Regions from separate parts of the Sus scrofa genome. Here region 2 is linked to region 1. The links are chromatin contacts, called in public Hi-C maps. All regions are on one chromosome and are shown on one strand. Each heading gives the region's core, a stretch centred on a gene start, on an enhancer-like site or on the middle of the called end of the contact. The rest is flanking DNA. Distances are from core to core; before and after follow the strand shown. Region 1 overlaps RAD51B (DNA repair protein RAD51 homolog 2). Region 2 overlaps RAD51B (DNA repair protein RAD51 homolog 2).

Region 1 (6,113 bases), core at 2,404-4,903:
ATGTGACTCTAGGGCTATGGAAATAAATTAAGAACCAGAACACCAGTAAAATACTAATAAGTGATGTAGAACCAGTAAGAAGTAAAATACAGATGGCTGAAATTTTAATGGCTTGGAGCAAAAGTTTGGAATAATCACAGTAAAAAACGGGTAACTGATTAAATCAGTGTGGTGAACAATGAAAGATATGACACAAAGAAAGATTCCTGGTATCTGTGAGGAAGAGGGACCCAAGAAATGGAACTAAAAAAGTATTTAGAGAATTGATATAGCAAAACTTCTCTAAAATGAAAAAACTTGCAGATAAAAAGACGCATTGAATACTGAAATTGGTGAAGAAGAATCAGTATCAACTCATATCCTGGCTGTTTCTGAAGAAAAACTTCAGTCATTCATTCAAAAAGCAAAAGTCATCTGCAAGGGAGAAAACTAGACTGGTTTCAGACTTCTCCACAGCAAAGTGCAATACTAGAGAAACAGTGTCAGAAAAGTTCAGATGCAAGAAAGTATGACTAAGAACACTCTGTCTAGGCAAGCTGTTGAGGAATAAAGGCATTAGGCATATTATAATCTTCAAATGTGAGAGAACCCAGAGATTACAGCATCTCTGAGATCTTCCTGGAAAAACCTACTTGTTAAAATTTAGCCAATGAAGAGATGAATCAAAATAAAAAATGGTTTTGAATATAAATACATTTATGTATAAATAAGATTTAGAAACTATAGAAACTATGGTAACAGTACAGTGTGAACATTATACATCATGGTGAAATAAAATTGGGAGGTAGGTGGAAGGGAAATGGAAATTTTTAATCACCTTATCTTTCATAGCAACAATTCAGTGTAGTCTAAAATTTAAAATAGTTTTAAAGTAATATTAATCTCCTCTATGATTTTATCATTTTTGTTAAACTTGGGTTTTTTATAGTTATTCTTTCTGAGTGAAGAAACAGTTATTTAAGGTTTAAAATTTCTTCAGTTTCATTTCAGCTTCTGTTATTTTCAAATAAAATGAAAATTGATATATTTTTATTTTTAAAGTGAATACACTCCTATCCCAGAAATAATACATTTATTTTGTTCATTTATCCATCCGTATTATGAGTAGTTGTCTGAAGTGACAGTCACTGAATGTTAATACTGAATATTTCTCAATGGTGAGATTTTGGATCATTTGTGACTTTTTTTGTTACATATTTTGTATTATTTGAATATTGTTAGACTCTTTTAGTGCAAATGATGCAATGAACTTACTACCCTGAAAAATGGATTTACACCTATACAGTTTTTCAAATACACGGTTTAAAATCCTCATTTCTTTTAAAATTTATCATGACCATTTTCCTCTTGCTGTGATGTTTAACAGCTCCCAGTATTTTATGGCTGTGACATATTTCTCCTTCCAATCCTGATCTCAGTTTCTTCATCTTCTAATTACTGAGTTGGATTAGATTAGTGTTTCCCATCTTTCTCTTTAAACTGTAGAACCTTTCCAATAAATAAAACAATTTATAACTCTTGGAATACAGTTTCAAAGCTGTACAGATTAGGTAATATCTAAGGTTTATTTCATTTTACCAGAAAAATTAGTTTTTTTTCCTTAGGAATTTTTTTTTTTTTTTTTGAGTGACTGACTGTTCTCCATGTGTTCAAAAAAGAAAAGTCAAGTAATAGCCATATCTTAAGAAATTTAAAGTGAAAGGGAAGGGCCTCTAAAAAACTATCTCATCTATTTCCCTAACTTTTAGATCTAAGGAAACCAAATTTAAGTTGCTTAAGTAACATTACACAGCCCACTGAAATGAATGAGACTTGAACCCAGATCTTCTGACTTCCTATGCTAATCTTTCCTCTTATAGCACATGTGAATATATATTTTTAAATGATGGGCAGGAAAGATGCAATTTTATCTTAACTTACTTCACATGTAGACTATCTTGTAAATGTCAGGAAATACACTTAATTTATAGTGTTTTTGTTTTCTTCCTCATGAAAAAAGATCAGCGGTGCAGGCTTTTATTGAACTCTTACGTTCCAGGAGTTAGAAAGGAAAGTGAGTGGGATTTTGGTGAGGAAGAAAGCATTTACTTGTCAAGGATTTGGAATTTACTGTGGTTAGTGAGATTAAAATAAAACTAAAACTTGACTTGGCAAAGGATTAAAAACAAAACAGCTCCAGAGTGTGTGCACATTGTGGAGAAGATGCCGTTTTTTCCTTCAGGCGTCCAAGGAGGAAGGGAATATTGTTTCTTTGTGTTGCCGGAGTTGATTTATTTAGTTATGATTTCACAAACCCCAGAAAACATTGCACAATATTAACCAGAACAAATGGTGGTTTTTTTTTTTTTTGTTTGTTTTTTTTTTTTTTTTTAGTATCTCCCCCCTTCAGGTTTTCCAAATAAAACAGCGTGTTTTTTTTTTGTTTTTTTTTTTTTTCCCAAATTGTTTAAATGGCTCTGATTATGTTTGACTGTTGGGTGTGGCAGGTTTTAGAATCTTAAGTGGTAGTACAGGTTCCTGAACAAGAAAGAGAATTAAAGGTGATGTGACTTGATTACTGGAATGTGTAGAATGTGAAGTCCCGAGAGGTATTCGGGTCGCCGCAGGCTGCTCTTCATAATAGACCCTCTTGTTAAAAGCCCTATTATTATTGGAAATTTATTTTGGAAGCCACTAAAGCAGAAATTTGACAGGAAAGTAAAACAAACCACCTTGTCTCATATTTCCTTTCCACACAGGCCTTTTGAAGAGATATCTTAAATATTGTCAAGTCTCAATTATCCTGGGAGAGCTTAGCATTAGCCCCATCCTCACAAACTGGAATTAAATGCACATGGCATTGCACTAGGTGCAGTGGAGACAATTAGCAAACAAGATCCTTATCCTTTTGCAGCGTACTAAGAGTTAGTTGATAGGCCAGCATGTAATTCAACAAATCCCAATCTCATTTTTCCACACTCTCTAAACACCCCCTCCCTTCCAGTATTCTCTGTCTTCTTTAATGGCTCCCCATCCGCTCAGCCAGAAACCTCACATCCATCTTGAGTCCTTATGTTCTTTTAGGTTCCCCAACCAATCTGTCAACAAGTCCTGTCTCTCCTATCTCCAAAATTGCTTTTGAATATGTTTGTTTCCTTTTCTCCATTCTCATTGCCCTGTTTAGGCCCTTTTCATCTTTCATTTCAATTCTTAGGAGAGCTGCTTATCTACTTTCAGGCTATTTTCCGGTCCATCCTCCATACTGCTGTCAAATCTCTTTCTTTAAAGACAGAACTAATCACATCATTCTCTGGCTTGAAAACTTTTGATGGGCTCCCATTACATTTAAGGGATAAATTCTAAAAACTTCTTAGCTTGTCACAAAATGTTTCGTAATCTGGCCCCAATCTACTTATTCTCACCTCATTTTTTGCCACATCCTCTCACCCCCATTTCCAAATACACAGAGACATTTACACTTGTCCCACCAGCTTCCTCATTAGTTTCCTGGCTTGCCATCTCCTTGTACTTTTGATCATACTGTTCCTTGCCCCATGCACACAGAATACTCTTTCTTGACTGCCATCATCCCCAATCCCAGTTGCCTCCCCTCCAACCCCAGAAATTGTTGACTGTTTTCAGTTTGATATCTATCCTTCACAGCAGAGCTTTTTTTGTGCATTGCCTTAGAGATAGACATATGGGTAGATAAGTAGGCTTGTGAAAGACATATAGTGCTGTGTGTGCGTGCGCTTCCCCCCCCTCAAAAATATCATATGTATTGCCTCTCATTGGGCAAACTTGCTTTCTAGATTCTCCACTTATCTTGGAGGTCTTTTCATTTTAGCATATAGAGATGATTTACTACATTTTTTCAGCTTCTACCACATAGTATCATCTTTAGGGCTAGTTAGAATTTTCCTTTTCTGTTGGTAATCTCATATGGTCAATTAGAAGGTAAAAGAAAAAAATTATAGCAAGCACGTATAGATTCTGATGCCAGTTAAACAAAGGAAGACGTTTGCAATTGCTGGCTGGGGGAAGGAATGTTTTCCTTAAAAATTAGGCTGTCTTAGAAACTCTGTTGGACCCAGTTCAAAGAATATCACCGACATTAACACCCTCTCCCCTCCCCCACGCCCCCAGCTATTGGCGTTGCTGGAAATTAAATGTAACCAGGGCTCTTTATGGTATGTGTACATCTGTTTTTTCCTTTTCCATATGCTTAAGTCCTCCCTCCACAATTGCTTCTGTTTAGCACTTAATTTAAATTCCCAAATTAAGTCAAGAGGCGAATTTGAAATCTGTACATTGAAAGAGTTTGATGATCTTCGAGGCCTTTTAGAGCTCTAGAATTCTTTTAAGTTAGAGATAGTTTTATTTCAGGGAATATATTCTGATAAAATTAAATTTTCTTTATTTAGGTTGTAGCTAACTGTGACTAAAAGTAATTTAATAATATTGAGATAGATGAAACTTGTGCTACTTGTCACTATTCCTTGAAGCATATTTATGAGACTGACATGCTGCCTACGGTGCTAATGAAGCACCTTTGAAGAATGATCATTTAATGTTCAAAGTAAACCACTCAAAGGACTTAATAACTGTCAAGTATTATTATTACCTCCAAGCTGTAGACTTAACTAGATTGGACTATTAGTATCTAATTTTTTTCTTTTTTCTTTTTCCCTATATAAAGCTAAGAAATGTAGAACTTAGTCAAGTGAAAGTGAATGGGAGATTGCTTCTGAGAAAGTATTTGTGAGATGTTTGCACTTGTAATACTTTTGAGTGTTTAAAGATTTAGAGGTACCACCAAATACCAGGAGCAAAAGGTTAGGAGTCAGGAATGGGGGAATCCGTTTCAGCCCATCACTGCCTCACTGGGTAATTGCAGGTCACTCCTTGCTTTTAAAATTTCCCATGTGTAACATGTAGTAGATTATTTCTGACTCTTAATTTGCCCAGGAATGTTTTGTGAAATAATAAAGATAACCACTGCCAGTTATTTTGTGTTCTTGGTAAAGATTCTGTGTAAATTAATAGTGCTAGGGTGGTTATTGCATAATTTAAGAAAGTTCTTGAAAGTGAGGGAAGGACCCAGAATAGGTCACCTAAAGATTTTATCATTTTTCTTAGGCCAATGAAAAGTTTTCTGCGTTTGATAGAGCAATGCTGAAAACTACTATCAAAGTTAAGGTTTGTAACATTGTGGGAGCTGATCTTGATGTATACAGTTCTTTCCAAATTTCATGTTCTGAGTCATTTGATGACTTTTACAAAAGTTAGTGACCCACCTTTAAGGTGTTTTTTTTTTGGGGGGGGTGTTATATTTGTCTTTTTATATTTGTTGAAATATTCTTCATGAGTCCTGGCATTTAGATAAGCTTGGAGTAGAAAGTCATATGTAAAATTTGTCATTTCACTTGGTGGAGAAAATTTGCCACTTTTTGGTGGAGTTATTGTGTCAGGTTCTCTTTCTGAATTCCGTTTTTCATCTTCTTGTGACTGGTTGTTTTTTTGTTGTAAAAACCTGTGAGAGACTCTAAACGTCCTTGAAAAATACTCGTTTTTTCTTTTGGTTGAAACAGAACGCTAGTAAACTTTCTCTTTAAAGAAAAAACAATTGCGGACAAAAGGAGATACTTCTTTGAGCAAAGAGTTTTAAAGAAATGCATTCTTTTCTCATTGTACTTCTTTCCAAATTAATGTCACCCCCGGGGGTGTGAGAATTCTTTCAAAGTTTAATGTCCAACTGGTGAACAAAACTGACGCTTGATTGCATGGAGGCCAGCAGTGTTTGCTGTGTATTTTCTGCATCTGGAGACTATTCCGTTGTGATGTGAAAAATTAAGATTACAATTTTTAAAGTATATATTTCACAATCAAAGTATTTATAAACACATATGAAACTTGTTCCACGTGTAACCTATGCTGAAATGGAATGGTCGTGTTTATAACTCAGTAGGTAAACTACTCTGGAATGCTTCAGGCCCATCTCGGCTGAGGCAAGACATTTTGAACTGATAATGTAAGGAAGGGTCTGTTTCTTTATTTAGCAGTTTCATATGAATCTAAAAAAGATGGCTGATGTCTGGTTACTTCCAAATTTAAGTTTGCTATACTAATGCCAG
Region 2 (6,113 bases), core at 2,433-4,932, 81 kb after region 1:
TCTTGACTTAATCTAAACCTAATTACCTCCCAGATGCCTTACCTCCAAATATCATCTGATTGAGGAGAGGGGAGGGGGGAAAGATAGGGCTTTAACATATGAATTTTGGAGGAAGACATTCAGCCTATAACAGCAAGATACAGAAGCTCTTGTGAATGATGATTTAACTGCTTAAAAAGAAAAGCCTTATAGATTTGTTAAGGGTTTAAAATTACGCGATTTTTTTTCTTCTTTTTTTTCTGTCCGCTCCCACCACCTGAGGAAGTTCCTGGGCCTGGGGTTGAATCCTTGCCACAGCAGCAACCCTTGCTGTTGTGGTGACAATGCCCACTAACCCACTGAGCCACAAGACAACTCCTAAAATTATTAGATTTTAAAAATTTAAATATTTTAATTCTTTTCTCAATTCTTCTCAGTTTTTTCTGCTTTGATTTAGCAGCAGCACTACCAGCAGACCTGTCCTCCGCCTATGGAAATTGCAGGATACTGTATCTTATTGTAGAAAAAAAGGTTCTGTGGAGTAGCTTTTTCATCTTATAACCCTTTGGAATATTGTTTTTTTTTTTTTTTTTGCTATTTCTTGGGCTGCTCCCATGGCATGTGGAGATTCCCAGGCTAGGGGTCCAATCAGAGCTGTAGCCCCCGGCCTACACCAGAGCCACAGCAACACGGGATCCGAGCCATGTCTGCAACCTACACCACAGCTCACGGCAACGCTGGATTGTTAACCTACTGAGCAAGGCCAGGGACCGAACCCGCAACCTCATGGTTCCTAGTCGGATTCGTTAACCACTGCGCCACGACGGGAACTCCTGGAATGTTGTTTCTAAAAAAACCTTTAAAGTTATCTACAGACTTCGTGGTTTTTAGTATAAAATGGGATTAGTTATTGATATTTCTCTACAAATCAGAATTATGCTGTGGTCCAATTTCTTGTGCTGTACCATAGGTTCTTGTTTATCTATTTTATATATAGTACATATAAAAGTTTTATTCTTTAAGATCAGAATGCAGCAGAATAGCAGGTAGACAACTTGCAAAGAAGTGGTGGGAACAAGTAGAAGGAAAATAAAATTTATGAGAAGAGGTTCAGTCTTGTGGTTAAGGAAGCCAAGTCATTCAATGGAGGGAGAAGACAAAATTCTATCAGTCTCTACTTGCCAGAGGAAGGAGAAGTAAATTTCTACTTCCACAGAAGAATTCCTGTTAATACTAGCTTTTTTCGCATTAAGATTATAAAAGAAATGTGTCTATTGTGACAAATTTGAAAAGAACGAGAAAAATAAAGAAGAGCACAACCATTCAGAGATAGACTCAACTTCTTTTCATGGTTGCTTGACTTTATTAATGCAGTTTTTTTGTTTGTTTGTTTGTTTGTTTTTTCATTTTTGGCCACCTTGCGGCACATGGGGCTCCTGAGCCAGGGTTCAGATCCGAGCCATAGCCATGACCTAAACTGCAGCTGGGGCAATGCCAGATCCCTAACCAGTGTGCTGGGCCAGGGATTGAACCCATGTCTCAGTGCTCCGAAGATGCTGCTGATCCCTTGTGCCCCAGTGGGAGGGGATCCTATTTAATGCAATTTATTTTTTCTATCTTTATTGAACTTTAATTACTATAACATTGTGTAAGTTTAAAGTGTACAGTTTAATGGTTTCATAAATGTATTGCAAAATGTTACCATGATAAGGTTAGTTAATACATTCATCACTTCAGATAGGTGGGTTTTTTGGTTTGGTTTTGCAGTGAGAACTTTTAAGATCTATTCTCATAGGAACTTTCAAATATAAAATACATAATTGTTAACTATACTCATCAGATTGTACATTACATGCTCAGATCGTATTCATCTTAAAACTGGAAGCTGGTACCCTTTAACCATATTCACTCCTTCCACTTGCCCAGCCCTGGCAGCCACTAGTCGGTTCTGTTTCTATATATTTTTTGTTTGTTTGTTTAGATTCTACATATGAATGATATCTTACAGAATTTGTCTTTTGCTGACTCAGTTCACCTAGTATAATGCCCTTAAGGTCCATCCATGTTTCCATGTTGCTGTAAATGGTAGGACTTCCTTTTTTTTTTTTTTTTTTTTTTTTAAATGGCTGAATACTATTCCTACGTGTGTGTGTGTATCAATCATATTTTCTTTATCCATTCATTCATTGATGGATGCTTAGGTTATTTCCATATTTTGGCTATTATAAATAATGCTGAGTGAACTTGGTGATACAGTTATCTCTTTGAGATAATGATTTCATTCCACCTAGAAGTATAATTTCTGAATCATATGGCAGCATGCAGCTCTCTCTCTCTCTCTTTTTTTTTTAAAAAAACTTTTTATGGCTATACTTGGTGGCATATGGAAGTTCCCAGGCTAGGGTTTGAATCAGTTCTGCAGCTACCGGCCTACGTCACAACCACAACAACACGGGATCTGAGCTAAATCTAGGACTTACACCACAGCTCATAGCAACGTCAGATCCTTAGCCCACTGAGTGGGCCAGGGATCACACTAGTCGGATCCTCCTCATGGATGCAAGTGGTTTTGTTACTGTTGAGCCACAGTGGAAACTGCTTGGCAGCTCTATTTTAATTTTTCAGGAGCCTCTATGGTGTTTTCCCTGGTGGCTACATTTACATCCCCACCAACAGTGGTAAAGTTTACTTGTCTTCAGCACTCGTTACCTCTTGTCTGGTGTGAGGTGATCCCTCATTGTGGTGTGGTTTTAATTTGCATTTTCCTGATGATGAGTGATATTGAGCATCTTTTCGTGTATCCGTTGGCCATTCAAATATCTTCCGTGGCAAACGTCATTTAGGTCCTTTGCCCCTGTTGAATAAACACCATCTTAGCCTGCTATTGGTTTTATTGACCACTATATTTTTTGTCGTTCTCATTCTGAGTAATTACAGTGTCCCAGGCCAGGCACTGTGTTAATAGTTTACAAATAGTATGTCCTTTCATCACCATTATGAGGATAGGTAATCTCGTTGTGGCACAGCAGAAATGAATCTGACTAGGAACCCTGAGGATGAGGGTTCAATCCCTGGCCTCGCCAAGCGGGTTAAGGACCTGGTGTTGCCATGAGCTGTGGTGTAGTTCGCAGACGCCGCTCAGATCTTGCATTGCTGTGGCTGTGGCGTAGACTGGCAGCTGTAGCTCCGATTGGACCCCTAGCCTGGGAACTTCTATATGCTGCGGGTGTGGCCCTGAAAAAACAAAACAAAACAAACAACAACCATATATATATATGTGTGTGTGTGTGTATGTGTGTATGTGTGTGTATGTGTGTGTGTGTGTGTGTGTATATATATGTATATATATATATATATATATATAAAAGGATAGATTTATTATGCCTTGAGGTTGTGTTTCAGGGAAAGTCTGTAAATGAGTCTGCTTCTTTAAGTGGGCTTCACTGTATGGAGAGAATGCAGACAAGAGGAAAGAATGCTAGTCATTTCTCATATATGTTCTTTTTCTCTGTCTTTTTGAGGTTTCTTTTGGAGGGAAGGAAAAGGGAGCGTTCCTCTTTAAAGGATGAAACTTTTTTTACATTTTTAAATGTCTTATCTGCCGTGTTTTTAGTGTGTGATTAAGTTCTAAACTGAAAAAGTCTTATCAGAAGAAAGGCTGCTTTGAAAATGATATGGACATATTTGTTGGGTGTTCACTCCTCTAAAGCCTGGGTGAAGTAAATAAGGGAGTAACTGAATTTTATAGTGTGGAGATAGCTACATAGGAAACATTCTTTATACATTTAACAGAAAGGTAAGGTCAGCCTGCGTGGAGCTTATATGTTAGAATGGAATCAAGGCAACAGTAACTTGGACATTTTGACCTGATAGAGCTGCTCCGTAGATCGTGGGCCAGGCTCCCCTTCCCTCTAAGGTGTCAGGACCAGTCAGAGTGCACAGAGCTGCACTGATGCTTGTTCCAGGATACTTGTCCCATCAGGTGCCCCTGATCCTCTCACAACACGCCAGCCTCTCCATCTTTCCTTGTGTCACTCCTTGCCCTTTCCTTCACCTAGATTACGGGAAACTCCAGATTTGCTGGCCCAAGTGATTGTAGCTCCTAGAGCCCAAGGTTTCCTTGGAATTGCTGTTAAGACTTGGAGATGTTATACTTGCCGTTAAGACTTTGGTTCCCAACAGTCCTTTGGAGTATCTGTTGGGTTTGCTCCTGTGTATCTGTCATGGTTGGCAAGAGAGTAATCTGGGCCTTCATTCCTCCAGCAGCCTCCTGCCCAGCCCTTTGGCTTCTTCCCTCACTACTCACCCTCTTGCATACCACCTCCAGATTCCTTTTTCTAAAACACTTCTCTCCTGTCATTCCTTTGCTCAAGGACGCCTTGAGCATCAGGCCTCAATTCTCAGCTTGGCCTTCATGTCTCTCTAATCTGGCCACCCTCCTGGGCACTTTAATTTCTCATTCCCACATGAACCATCCTTTGCAGTGTAGCCTGAATCTCTTTCATTGTATTTTTCACAGGTCTAGAAAATCCTTACTTCTTTTAAAAAAATTTATCCAAATCTCTAGTTCTTCTGTTAAGTGTTTTATGTATGTATGTATGTGTTTGTTTATTTATTATTTTTTACTTTTTTGTTTTTTGGCCTACACTTGCGGCATATGGAAGTTCCCAGGCGAGGGGTCGAAATGGAGCTACAGCTGCAGACTGCCACGGCCACAGATACGTGGGATCCAAGCCACATCTGTGATCTACACCACACTGGATCCCCGACCCACTGAGCGAGGCCAGGGCTCGAACCTGCATCCTTATGGATACCGGTTGGAGTCGTTTCTGCTGTGCCACAATGGGAACTCCCATGTTTCTTATTGCAGTTTACCAGAGTGTTTCTTTTCTCTATCCTGCCCCTACAGGTAGTATCATATAGATGAAATCATGTTGTTGTGGAAGTTATTTTTCCCCAACTAGATAATAAACTTCTTCATCAATGAAACCATAGTAAAAATTGAAGGAATGCTCTTTCCTTTTCTTCATCATCATGGTAAAGCAGTTACCCTTTAAAAGCTTATTCTTTTTTTTTCTTCTTTTTTTTAAAGCTTATTTTTTTTCTTTTTCTCCAGCTTTGTTCCTGTCACACCTCCTTGATGTTTAAAATCATTGGACTATATTCTCTTCTCCCTTCCATTAAATTTCTCTTTTTGCTTTTAAGAGCCTCATCAATACACAGCATACTCTCCTGTATATCATGTTTTAGTCTCTAGTGAAATGAGCTTATTTTTCTTACATATTGTTTTTTTATTTAAATTTTTAAAAATTTTATTGGAATATAGGTGATTTACAATGTTGTATTAGTTTCAGGTGTACAGCAAAGTGAACCAGTCGTATGTATAAATATATCCATTCTTTTTTTCCCATATAGGTTATTATTACAAACTATTAAGTAGATTTTCCTGTACTATACAGTAAGTTCTTGTTAATCATCTATTTGTAACATACTTTTATGCAAGAAAATTTTGAACTGTACATAAAAAGAGCCTGAAATCTCACCACCATAAAAAATCTACCATGAACATTTTGGTAACTTTCTTTTTAGGCATTTCTATTTATAACACATTGACAAAAGTGCTGTGTTGCTTTTCATGAACATCTTTTCAAAAGTACTTTTTTTTTTTTTTTTTTGCTTTTTTAGGGCTACACTTGTGGCACATAGATGTTCCCAGGCTAGGGATTAAATCGGACTGTAGCTGCTGGCCCACGCCGCAGCCACAGCAATGCCAGATCTGAGTTGCCTCTGCAATCTACACCGGAGCTTATGGCAATGCTGAATCCTTAACCCACTGAATGAGGTCAGGGCTAGAACCTGTGTTCTCATGGATCCTTGTCAGATTGTTACCACTGAACTACAATGGGAACTCCTAACTATTTCAAATTTAGGCTCTTGCTTAGTTTTGAGTTTTTTTTTTTTTTTTTTTTTTTTTTTTTTGCTATTGTTAATATGTTCTGGGGAGCATCCTTATGGATAAAGTCTTGTGTACAATCCTGGTTGTTTCTGTGAAATAAAAACCTAGAAGTAAAATTGCTAGATGAATTTTCACGTTTCTAAGTCCTTTGCCACAAAGATGCCCATTATCGTGCTAC

The links. A called contact is a pair of places that touch in the nucleus more often than the background predicts.
Region 2: a contact with region 1 is called in a Hi-C map of fetal liver, with 1.9 times the contacts expected there. The contact joins two enhancer-like sites. A contact is called at or near these places in 3 of 47 Hi-C or Micro-C datasets (embryonic fibroblasts, fetal heart ventricle and fetal liver).

Annotation. Positions count from the first base shown.
Region 1 is chr7:91,696,413-91,702,525 of Sscrofa11.1, forward strand. All of the region lies in intron 8 of RAD51B (DNA repair protein RAD51 homolog 2), which reads left to right. Among named protein-coding and RNA genes, the nearest start is that of RAD51B, 110 kb to the left of the region's middle. Within about 2 kb of position 3,654, at least 6 of the 83 cell types and tissues checked have an H3K27ac peak or open chromatin away from gene starts, as enhancers often do. A contact at or near this core is called in fetal liver, where this site is marked.
Region 2 is chr7:91,777,464-91,783,576 of Sscrofa11.1, forward strand. All of the region lies in intron 8 of RAD51B (DNA repair protein RAD51 homolog 2), which reads left to right. Among named protein-coding and RNA genes, the nearest start is that of RAD51B, 190 kb to the left of the region's middle. Within about 2 kb of position 3,683, at least 2 of the 83 cell types and tissues checked have an H3K27ac peak or open chromatin away from gene starts, as enhancers often do. A contact at or near this core is called in fetal liver, where this site is marked.